Regions from separate parts of the Mus musculus genome. Here region 2 is linked to region 1. A link is a contact called in public Hi-C data. All regions are on one chromosome and are shown on one strand. The core of a region is the stretch at or near the end of the contact, and the rest is flanking DNA. Distances in the headings are between cores, read along the strand shown. Region 1 overlaps Ccdc149 (coiled-coil domain containing 149). Region 2 has its middle 45 kb from the start of Ccdc149.

Region 1 (4,969 bases), core at 1,757-4,256:
GGGGGGATGTGTTAAGAACATGAAGTTCAGAGGCCGAGACAGGCTTGGGATCAGATCCAGACTCATCACATACAGACCCTGTATGTAGTTTCGGCCAAGCTAACCAACTTCTGTATTGGGTGAATGTTTAGCATCTCTGGTGCCTCATACTGAGGACTCAGGGAAAATCAGTTGTCGTTTGTGTCCACCACAGTCCAGACACTATTATTGATGGTTCTGTCACTGCTCTTGCCACACCTGCAACTTCTGGATCCCTTTATTACCTCCAGCCCTGCATCAGGTGCTGGTATCAGAGCAATGAACAGAGCTTCTACAGATGAACTCAAACAGGATCCCTGCAAGTAGAATGTGGAAGGTGGTCCTAAGAGGCAGCTGCAGACATGTAATCTGACCTCATGAGCTTGAGCCCAGTGGTGACTACACGTCAGACCCATCAGCTGTGAGGAAGGGAGCTGGCATCAGAAGGCCTGGGCAAAATACTGAAAGGCTGGTTAACAGTGGTGTCTATGGAAGGGTCACGGGTGTGAAAGCAAAACAGACCCAAGAGATGGAGCGAGATCTGAAGTAGTTAGTGAGCACCCTGCAGACTGTGAGACCTACGGAAATGAGGGAAAGATGAGCTCTAGTAACTAGATGAACCAAACCATGGGGAGCAACGGCAGAGTTTCCCTGTGAACTCCAAGGGATGATTAAGATACTGCAGGTCGATTCAGGTAAAATCAGGATGAACTGAACTGTATATATGTGCATCTATATATGCATATTCATGGCCCTGAATATATGTGGGTGTGTGCAGCTATCTCTGGAATAGAAAGAGACGTAGGAGAATAATTCTGCTGCTCTAATTTATCCCACTGAAAGGAATGGAGAATTTGCTATTAAGGAGATTTTCATGTCTCTTTCAGCACAGCAGTGCCAAGAAAATCTCCCAAATAAAAATAAAGGCTGGTTTCCATTTCCAGACCACTGGAAAGCAAGGTTTTGGATGGCTGTCAATCACTTCTCCACTATGTTTAAAGTCTGGAGCAAAGGAGCAGATGTTTACCTATGCATGTGTACAAAGCCTGCCTTCCACGCACACAGTCTGATCTTTTCCAGTGTGTGTTTCAGAACTTAGATATCTCAGCGAGTCAGAATGCTGTATAAAGGTCAGAGGAAGTCTTGCCAGAGTCAGTTCTCTCCTTCCACCACGTGGGTGCTGAGAATCGAACTTGGGTTGCTGAGCTTGCCATCAAATGCCTTTACCTGCAGAACTATGACACAGTCCCACTGGGAGAAAATGAAAAGCATGTGTGATGACGTGCACTGTACAAAATTCCCAAATAATTAGTTATGTTAGGGGGGGAAGAAAACGCTTGTGAAATTCTTATTCTTTACCTTTTCCATAGATGATTACAGATTATGAAGAAAGAAAAAGCACATGTTTAAGTACACATACTTATCGGTCACCTACACTGTGCCAGGCATTGTTCTTGATATCCAGGGCATGCACATCAGTAAGACCTAGTGTGGGGCTGTGAACGCTGATCTTATTATTTCATTGCCTCAGAAGAAACATTTCCAAGTGTGTCTATCTATATCTTACCTATTGGTTCCAAAAATCAAACATGCTCTCAAAGACGATCTGATGCTCCTAAGGGCATTCAGAATCAATTGGCATCTTTAGCAGTGAGCAGTTCTCGAATGGAAATTCCTTATGATGTTTTGGGCAGTGGTGGAAAAATTGTTTAACCTCCAGGGAATTGCCTTGCAGAACAGAACGCAACTGAATAATGTGTGCGTGCGTGCTTTGTGGTACTTTCTATTTCCACATGGACTTCCCATGAAGTGTGTGTTGTGTGCACATGTGTACCTGCGTGCCCTTTTTAGATCCTAAGTCTATTGACTTTCCTATTACCCACCACCTTGGTGCAAGCACTGACAAGTGACGTCATCTCCTCTTATTATTTTCGTACCTTTTCTAGGATCCTAGGGAATCGAGTGGCAGAGCTGGAGAAGAAACTAAGAACTCTGGAAGTTTCTGGCTTGTGGAGTCTTCCAGGTAAGCAGAAACTTCTGAGCAGTGGCTTTCGTCTAGTTTAGGATTTTGTTCACCTTTTAAAAGAACTTTCTTGTATAACTTGCCAAGAAAATTCTGCCTGTTTGAGGCCCTTTGAATTGGAGGCTGCTGAGAAACAGCTCATAAGTGTTTCCAAGTGAGAAACCTATCCCATGGCAAGACCAAGAAAGGAACAAAGTCAGAAATATACCATGTATTTTCAAATTCTCATCAGTGGGGCACTGAAGTTCAGGTAGCCTAATGTCTCAAACTGTTAGTGTGTGTGTGTGTGTGTGTGTGTGTGTGTGTGTGTGTGTGTGTGTGTGTATGTGTGTGTGTGTGTGTGTGTGTGTGTGTGTCTTTGTGTCTCTGTGTGTTAACCTTTGGAATGCCCGTGAGTTGTTTCATTTCTTATCAGTAGTCATCTTATAAAGATTTGTTCCATGTAACCTTCCCTCCTAAAACGAATGGGAGAATATACAAAGATTTGTTCAATTTAATCACCGACCCTAAAAACGAATATAAGATCTTACAAAGATTTGTGCAATTTAATCATCAGTCCTAAAGTGGAATGTAAAACCGCACAAAGATTTGTTCAGTTTAATCACCAGTACTAAAAATGAAGAGCCAACCGTTCCTCCAATCCAGATGCACTTCACAACGACCTTCCCCTGCCTAGCCCCTCCCAACAGTTTTATGGAGCTTGAAAACAAAAATTTCTTGAGGAGATTTTTCTCCCCACATTTGTCCAATGTGTGAGGAGCCGTAGTGCTTCTCTCTAATGAGCTATACTTATCCCGCTTATCCCAGTAAAATACCCCTCTCAGGAGACCCCGTCAGTTCTTCACTTTCCTCTTTACGCTGTTTGGAAACTTATATTTATCATTTTCTGCCGCCTCCTGGTTCCCTGGAAGGAACATTGTCCGGGTATTTTTAGTGTCTTACCCTTTCAGCGCAAAGCGGTCTCCTCTCCGCGCGGCTCCCGTGGGCTGCGTTCCTGTACGAGGGATGAGAAATGAAAATTGCCACAGGAGAGGAGGTGGACAACATGACGTTTTCCTCAGTGGAAATCTGAATAGCTGCCTTAGGTTGCCTGCAAGTGTGTTTCATAAATTGGAATTTTTTGCAGCGATTTCTTGAACTGGATGTCAAAAGACCTCACAGAACTAATTAGTGGCGAGTGCCGTCCTGGGGGTTTGAATGGTCCACTTTGCACCAGGCGCTTTTGATGATGTTCAAACTGCATCTTCTGTAAAGGCCTTTCTTTTACTGCATTGAATTTCAACACAGACAGACAAATTTGTCATTTATTTGTGCAGTCAAATTGCTGTTTTTGTACATGTACCAAAGCTTTGATTTTTTTTCTCCCCTCTCAAAAATGACTTGGTGAATTTTCTTACTGTTTCGTTTGTGTGGTTTATGTAAAAAGATGGATGTTGAATGCGTGAATCAATGCTGGGAATTTCCTGTGTCTGGTGTTTGTTTGTTCAGGTGGGATTTCAATGGCTGTTCTACAATAATGAGTCTTTTCCCCTTCCTTTTGCTGCCGAAGGCCTGAGCTACAATGTTTCAGTCGGATTCGGGAGTATGTTCATTTTGAAATATTCAGGGTTTCTTGTAGCTAATATGGGGTTGCATGCTGTCCTCCATGTGTATAAATGGTAGAAGGTAGAAATTTGTTATCCACCTTTTAGTGAATATTCTAGGTAGAATAACTTATTGAAATAGGGGATTCAATTAGTGCAAAGCAACCATTAGTGAGTACAGTTAGCTTGAAGGACCAGCCTCAGCAGGTTTTAGGCTGTAGGCATAGGGGTTCCAGTCTCTGGCTACCACACAGATATAAAGGGGGCACAGAAAAGGAAGAGGGAGGGGGAGGGAGAGGTACTTTCCCCCCTTGGATACAGCCTCACTTTGGAGCACACATGAAGGATGTGTGGAGATAGCCTTGTGTTAGGGAGTCTGCAGTCCTGGAGAGTAAGGACAGGGAGTGGGGTATTTCTTCCTGTGTGAATCACATTTTGGCTGCCTGACTCCTGCTTTTGTGTGTCTCCATACTGGAGGGCAGAGCGAAAAGCAACGTGTTCTCTCCTCCCCACACCTCCTCTGCCTCCCCCGTCTCTTCGTTCTCATCGACTCCCCAAGCAGCAGCTGAATCACAGTCGAAGTTTCTGAGTCCCAGGAGTTTGGGAGAACTGTCTTATTTACAAGCATCTCAAAGGGAAGTGTCCTCTCCAGAAAGTCAACCCATCCATGGACTGGTCCATCCATGGGCTGGCATCCAGATTGAGCTTCAGCTCTGTGAATACAGTGCCATGCCAGGCAACCTGGCCCCTGTTCCCCTCAAATCTCTAGTCTATCCACGGAAGCAAAATGAATCTCCATCAGGCAGTGATGAGGAAAACAGAAAGGATTCCACGCTTAGTGTTGGCTGAGTGCTCAAGAGAGAAAGACTAGTGAGATGATGTGAAGAGTCATCTGATGCCCCTCTGTGAAGAGCAGTTAAAAGCAAGAAGATTCAGGGTGACAAATACTTGGTGTGCATTAGGTACAATCATTCTCACACCCATGACAGACATTGCTAATTGTTTTAGTTAGGGCTTTACTGCTGTGAACAGATACCATGACCGAGGCAAATCTTAACAAGGACATTTAATTCGGGCTGGCTTACAGGTTTGGAGGTTCAGTCCATTATCATCAAGGTGGGAACATGACAACATCCAGGCAAGCACGGCACAGGAGGAACTGAGAGCCCAACATCTTGTTCCGAAGGCAAGCAGGAGAAGACTGCTTTCAGGCAGCTAGGATGAGGGTCTTAAAGCCCACACTCACAGGGACACATTTTTTTCTAACAAGACCACACCTACCCCAACAAGGCCACACCTCCAAATAGTGCCGCTTCCTGGGTCAAGCATATGCAAACCACCACAA
Region 2 (4,969 bases), core at 1,476-3,975, 120 kb before region 1:
CTGAGGATGCTACTCAAGAACTCAGTCTCCTTCATCTATTCCTATGACTGTCAACCTCATGGCTCCAAAGAGGCTGCACCACCCTAGCCTTTGTGCATTCCAAGCAGGAAAAGAGAGGAAGAATAAAGGGTTCCCTCCCCATCTCTTAGTGCCAGGACTCAAACATAGCATCCTTCCATGTGTAGACAAACACTTTGTCACAGAGACATGCCCAGCCCTTGTTTGTTTTTTGAGACAGTTTCTTGCTAGATAGCCCAGGCTGGCCCGGGGCTCACCAACCTTTGTTCTAGCATCCCGAGTGCTGGGATTGCAGGCATGTGTCTCTATGACTATCGTTTTTTTTAAAATATATATATTAGCAACAACACCCCCAGATCCTATGTAGTTGATTTCTGTGTATCCTTTTTCTTTCTTTTTTTCTTTTTGACAAAAATTAGATAACTCAGTCATCTAAGAATAAGGCTCTTTTAACGCAAGCCATCGGGTACCCAGCCAAGACTGTCAGTATGGAAGAGAGCTCAGATACTGGTGAGACCAAAACTGTGCAGACCATAGCAGCTGGATGCTATTTTGGCTCAAAGCCCCTTACCACACCCCACTGTCTAGACCAGCACTGTTCTATAAAATAGAGTACAAACCCCAAAGTACATTTGGGGTAAACTTGAATACATTAAAAACAGCAAAGAAGCTGGGTATGTCTGGCCCAGCACTTGGGGAGCCAAAGCAGTGGGTATGTAACTCAAGACTTGCTCTGTCTACATAGTGAGACCCAACTCAGAATAACCAAATAAACAAACAAAATGCAAAATGAATCTGAATTATTCTTTGGGTCTTATCTTTCATAATCTTATACAAAGTAGCAATGAGACACTGTCCCGGTTTGGATGGACAATGCCCACCCCCAATCCCAGGCTAATACATTTAAACACTTGTCAGTTGGTAGTGTTGGATTGTTTGGGTTTTGCAGAGGGCTGGAATGGGGGGTGGGAGTGAAGGGTAGGGGATGGGGCTGTAGTTAGGAGGTGGAGCCTAGCTAGAGGAAGTGAGTGTCCACTGGGTGGGTGGAGGCTTATAGACCACCCTGTTTCTTGTTCCCTCTCTGCCTCATTAGCTACCAAGAAGCCTCCTGATTCTGCTGCCATGGTGGAAACTGTCCCTGTAGCCATGCCTTCAATAGCATGGTGGACTGTGCCTTCAATATATGAGGCAAGCAAATCTTCCCTTCTGGTCTTATATTTACACATAGCAACAAGAAAAGCAGCTGACAACATCTGTGCGGGGATGTAACTTACTCCGTAGAATGTTCACAGAGCAAGCCCAAGGCCCTGGGCGGACACCCAACAAGGCGTAACCTGAATGCAGTGACCTCCTTCTATAATGGAACACAGTTGGGGTTGGGCTTGGATGTAGAGGTTCAAGGTCATCCTCAGCTACATGGCAAGTTTGAGGCTAGCCCTGACCAGCGATCCAGACTCAGGAAAGAAAAAGGAGCGTAACAAATACAGTACCTCTGCCCATATCCAGCAGCACCACTTACACTGCAATACATCCTAGTGGGATCAGTGGTCCCCTTTACTATACTCAGACACGTGGTGACCCTAGGCATCTGTGACCCCAGACACTGCACCAGGCACTACATCTACACTTGGGAAACTTGTTCTCAGTTGGATATTTGAATCCCTTTTCCCTCCATGGGAATGTACATTTCTAAGTATATATATATTTTTTACCGATATATTAATTGCATATTTTCATGAGGGTACAGTGTGACATTTCAGTCGTCAGGGTGATCAGCAGTATGTATCCTTCATCCCAGACAGCTACCATCTTCTTACCATTCCCACCCTCCCTGCCATCAGGGAAAGGGAGGGAGTTGAGGCTGTCATGTGACTGCAGTAGAGATATTGAACGTACAGACAGATCCCTGGAGGCAATCATACAGCACCCAGGACGAGGAAGGTCCCCGAAGATGAAGAAGTGCCCCATTCCAGGACTATTACTGCTATTGTTGGGAGCTTTGCTTTGGTGCTGGAGAAGAGCTCAAAATGGTGCCCGATTTACAGGAAAAGCCTAAAGATGGCAGTGGTCACTGTTACAGTCAGCTATACAGCTGTGTCCTAAAACCACGCCCACATGCATGCATGAACAAATTCATTACAATAAGGTACACAGGTGGGTTCTATGGCTAGTGTGTATTGTGGGTATATACCTATTCGAAGGTGGATGTTTGAGTCTGTAGGGGACTATACCTGCTTTTAGGATATCTGTATACTTATTTCACAGGTCCTCAAATGTACTTTGTAAGTAAGAAATTAAATATTACAACTCCTTTCTACAATTGAGTAAACCAAGCCAGAGAAATCGAACTGCCTGCTCCTGTTCCCACAGCCAGCCTGGCCTCAGAGACTCCTGTCACCCCCCATGGACAGAGATCGTGCATAAACAGCAATTCTGGGGCAACAGGTGTCTATCCTGGGAGTCTGCTCTTAATCTCATCGCCAACACCTGCCACGCCCATCCGGCGGGAAGAACCAGTCTCGGCATCTCAGGGCTCCTCCTGTCCTGGAAACCGGCTGCAGCCAGCCACAAAGAGAAACGTGGAGCGGCAATTGCCGCCTCAACAATGACAAGTGATGAGGCACAATAGGAGGATCGGGCCTGTAATCAGCTTCAAGCTATACTTAGCTATTTACGAGTCCTGCAGCTCGCTCCAGAGCGTGTGAGAGAAGCGCACACCCTCGGCCCAGCGCTTGCTCATCACCGCTGCGCACCATGCGGAAAAGGACCCCTTTGTGACAGCGCCACAAATTACAGCCCAGGCAATCTGAGTTTCAGTTGGTGGATTCTTCTCTCTCCTAAAAGAAAAATCTGTGTTAAGCTTAATTACAGTCTGTCATTACCCGCAATCTTATAATGATCCAAAGTCCCAGGCAAAATGATAATAATAAAAAAGGAAAAGTGAGCGAGGATCAATTCAAATACGAATAGAAAAGATCTAGACAAACGCTGGGGAAGGGAGGTGATGGGGCATTATTCAGAAACAATCGGGAATGAAGACCAGCATCTCCGGAGGTAAACACTTGTTCCGGCTCCATTGTCTGTGTACCAGGCGCAGGGCTCAGCGCTAACTTTCCTCATTCTTGGCATCTTGAATCCCGTCGCTCTGACATTCGCCTTATAAAATGTAGGGAGCAGCTCCTGGGATATGGGAATGCCCATCATCAAAAGACCTAGTTGTAATAGGACAACATCTCTCGCATCCTAAGAAGGATGCCTGAACAGACTGAAAGTGTTCGCTGATTGCGTTCATCTTATGGCAAGAAAAAGGTGGGCAAGGCATAGGGGGAGGTTGACCGACGACACCTTTTAAACCAAGTTTTCTTTTGTCAGTTTTTACTGACCCACGGTGGCTTCCTTCTCAGTTCTAGAAGTCCACTGAGTGCGCCCTCTTGTGGCCGCATAGGAAGTGAAAATGATCTCGTCCCTCCACCCCTCTGCTGAGTAAGTGGGGGCCTAAGCTGATGGAGTTTGAGACTGGGTGCCAAAGAATGGGCAATCAAAAGGTCTCAGAAAGACAAGCCAATCTTCCTGGAACCGGGGTGTGTTCTGGACTCCACAGAACTTTTTGAGACCATGTAGATGTCAAAAGAAATCTTTTCCTGTACTGTTTATCAAATATCTGGAAACAATTATCCCATAGTGCATATATATATATATATATATATATTTGGTTTTTCGAGATAGGGTTTCTCTGTGTAGCCATGGCTGTCCTGGAGCTCACTCTGTAGACCAGGTTGACCTTGAACTCAGAAATTCACCTGCCTCTGCCTCCCAAGTGCTGGGATTAAAGGCGTGTGCCACCATGCCTGGCTATAAAATAATTCTTGATTATTTCCTACATACTGCTTATGAGAATTTCTTACCTGTCAAGAAAAAGTGTAGGGACCTGTTACAGTGAGACTATGAGTAGGAATTCCATCTTGGGGACTAAACATCAACGCACTGGAGTCATGTCTTACTTTTCCATGACCAAGGCATCCTATAGAAGAAAGACTTCTAGGGGTTTTACAGTTCCAGAGGGTTAGAATTCACAATCCTCGTGGTAGGGAGCATGATGGCAGGCAGGCAGGCAGGCAGGCAGGCAGGCAGGCAGGCAGGCAGGCAGACAGGCAAGGCATAGGAGCAGTAGCCAAGAACTGATATCCTGACCCACAAGCGTGAGGAACAGGGAGTGACTAGAGTCTTTCGAAACTCAAAGCCTACCCCCAGTGACCATACCTCTTCTAATGAGAGCCACATGTCCTAATCCTTCCAAAATAGTCTTACTAAGTGAAGTATTCAAATGTCACCTATGAGGAGCGACAGTCTCATTCCAACCACCCCTTTTACTTTCTGGATCCCACAGACTCTTGGCAATATCATAATACAAAATAGTCAAACTTCAAGACTCTCCATAGTCTTTTACTGTGTCAACACTGTTTAAAAGACTCAAGGTAACTGTAACACCCTCCCCCCCGTAAAATCTGCATAGTTCTAACATACAGTGACATAGTATGCATTACCATTCCAAACAAGGAAGAAAGGAGGGGCTGTTAGGAAATATGGAACCAAAGGAGAACCAAAACCCAGCAGGGCACACTGAATCCTGTAGCTCCATGCCTGATGTCCAAGGCTCCACTCTTCCATCTTTGCTGACTGTAACATACTTTTCTCTTGGGCTGGGTCCACAGACTATCTGCAGCTCTCCTTGATAGATATCCCAAGGCTCGGGCCCCTCTGGCCCCTCTGGCACCTCAGGGTCTCTAACACAATGTGGGCTTTACTTTCCCGTCTTCTTACAGTGGCCTCTCTGAGCTGCCAGACAGGACTCCATTGCTACACACCTGACTCCAGCAGCCCCCCTTAACCTCTCAGGATTCCACAGCTCCCCTACTTGCGTATTCTTCATGGTTATGATGCCGGAGTCACC

Evidence for each region. A called contact is a pair of places that touch in the nucleus more often than the background predicts.
Region 2: a Hi-C map of cerebral cortex shows a contact between it and region 1, with 1.7 times the contacts expected there. The contact joins two enhancer-like sites. A contact is called at or near these places in 1 of 39 promoter capture datasets (hippocampal neurons), 3 of 484 Hi-C or Micro-C datasets (cerebral cortex, embryonic stem cells and granulosa cells), 1 of 115 datasets of contacts at active chromatin or transcription factors (double positive thymocytes) and 1 of 9 other capture datasets (pancreatic islet).

What each region holds. Positions count from the first base shown.
Region 1 is chr5:52,389,743-52,394,711 of GRCm38.p6, reverse strand. It overlaps Ccdc149 (coiled-coil domain containing 149), which reads left to right. Exons shown (of 13, transcript NM_001379231.1): 10 at 1,965-2,041; 11 at 3,591-3,623. Among named protein-coding and RNA genes, the nearest start is that of Sod3, 28 kb to the right of the region's middle. Within about 2 kb of position 3,006, at least 11 of the 459 cell types and tissues checked have an H3K27ac peak or open chromatin away from gene starts, as enhancers often do. A contact at or near this core is called in cerebral cortex, where this site is marked.
Region 2 is chr5:52,513,922-52,518,890 of GRCm38.p6, reverse strand. No RefSeq gene overlaps it. Among named protein-coding and RNA genes, the nearest start is that of Ccdc149, 45 kb to the right of the region's middle. Within about 2 kb of position 2,725, at least 36 of the 459 cell types and tissues checked have an H3K27ac peak or open chromatin away from gene starts, as enhancers often do. A contact at or near this core is called in cerebral cortex, where this site is marked.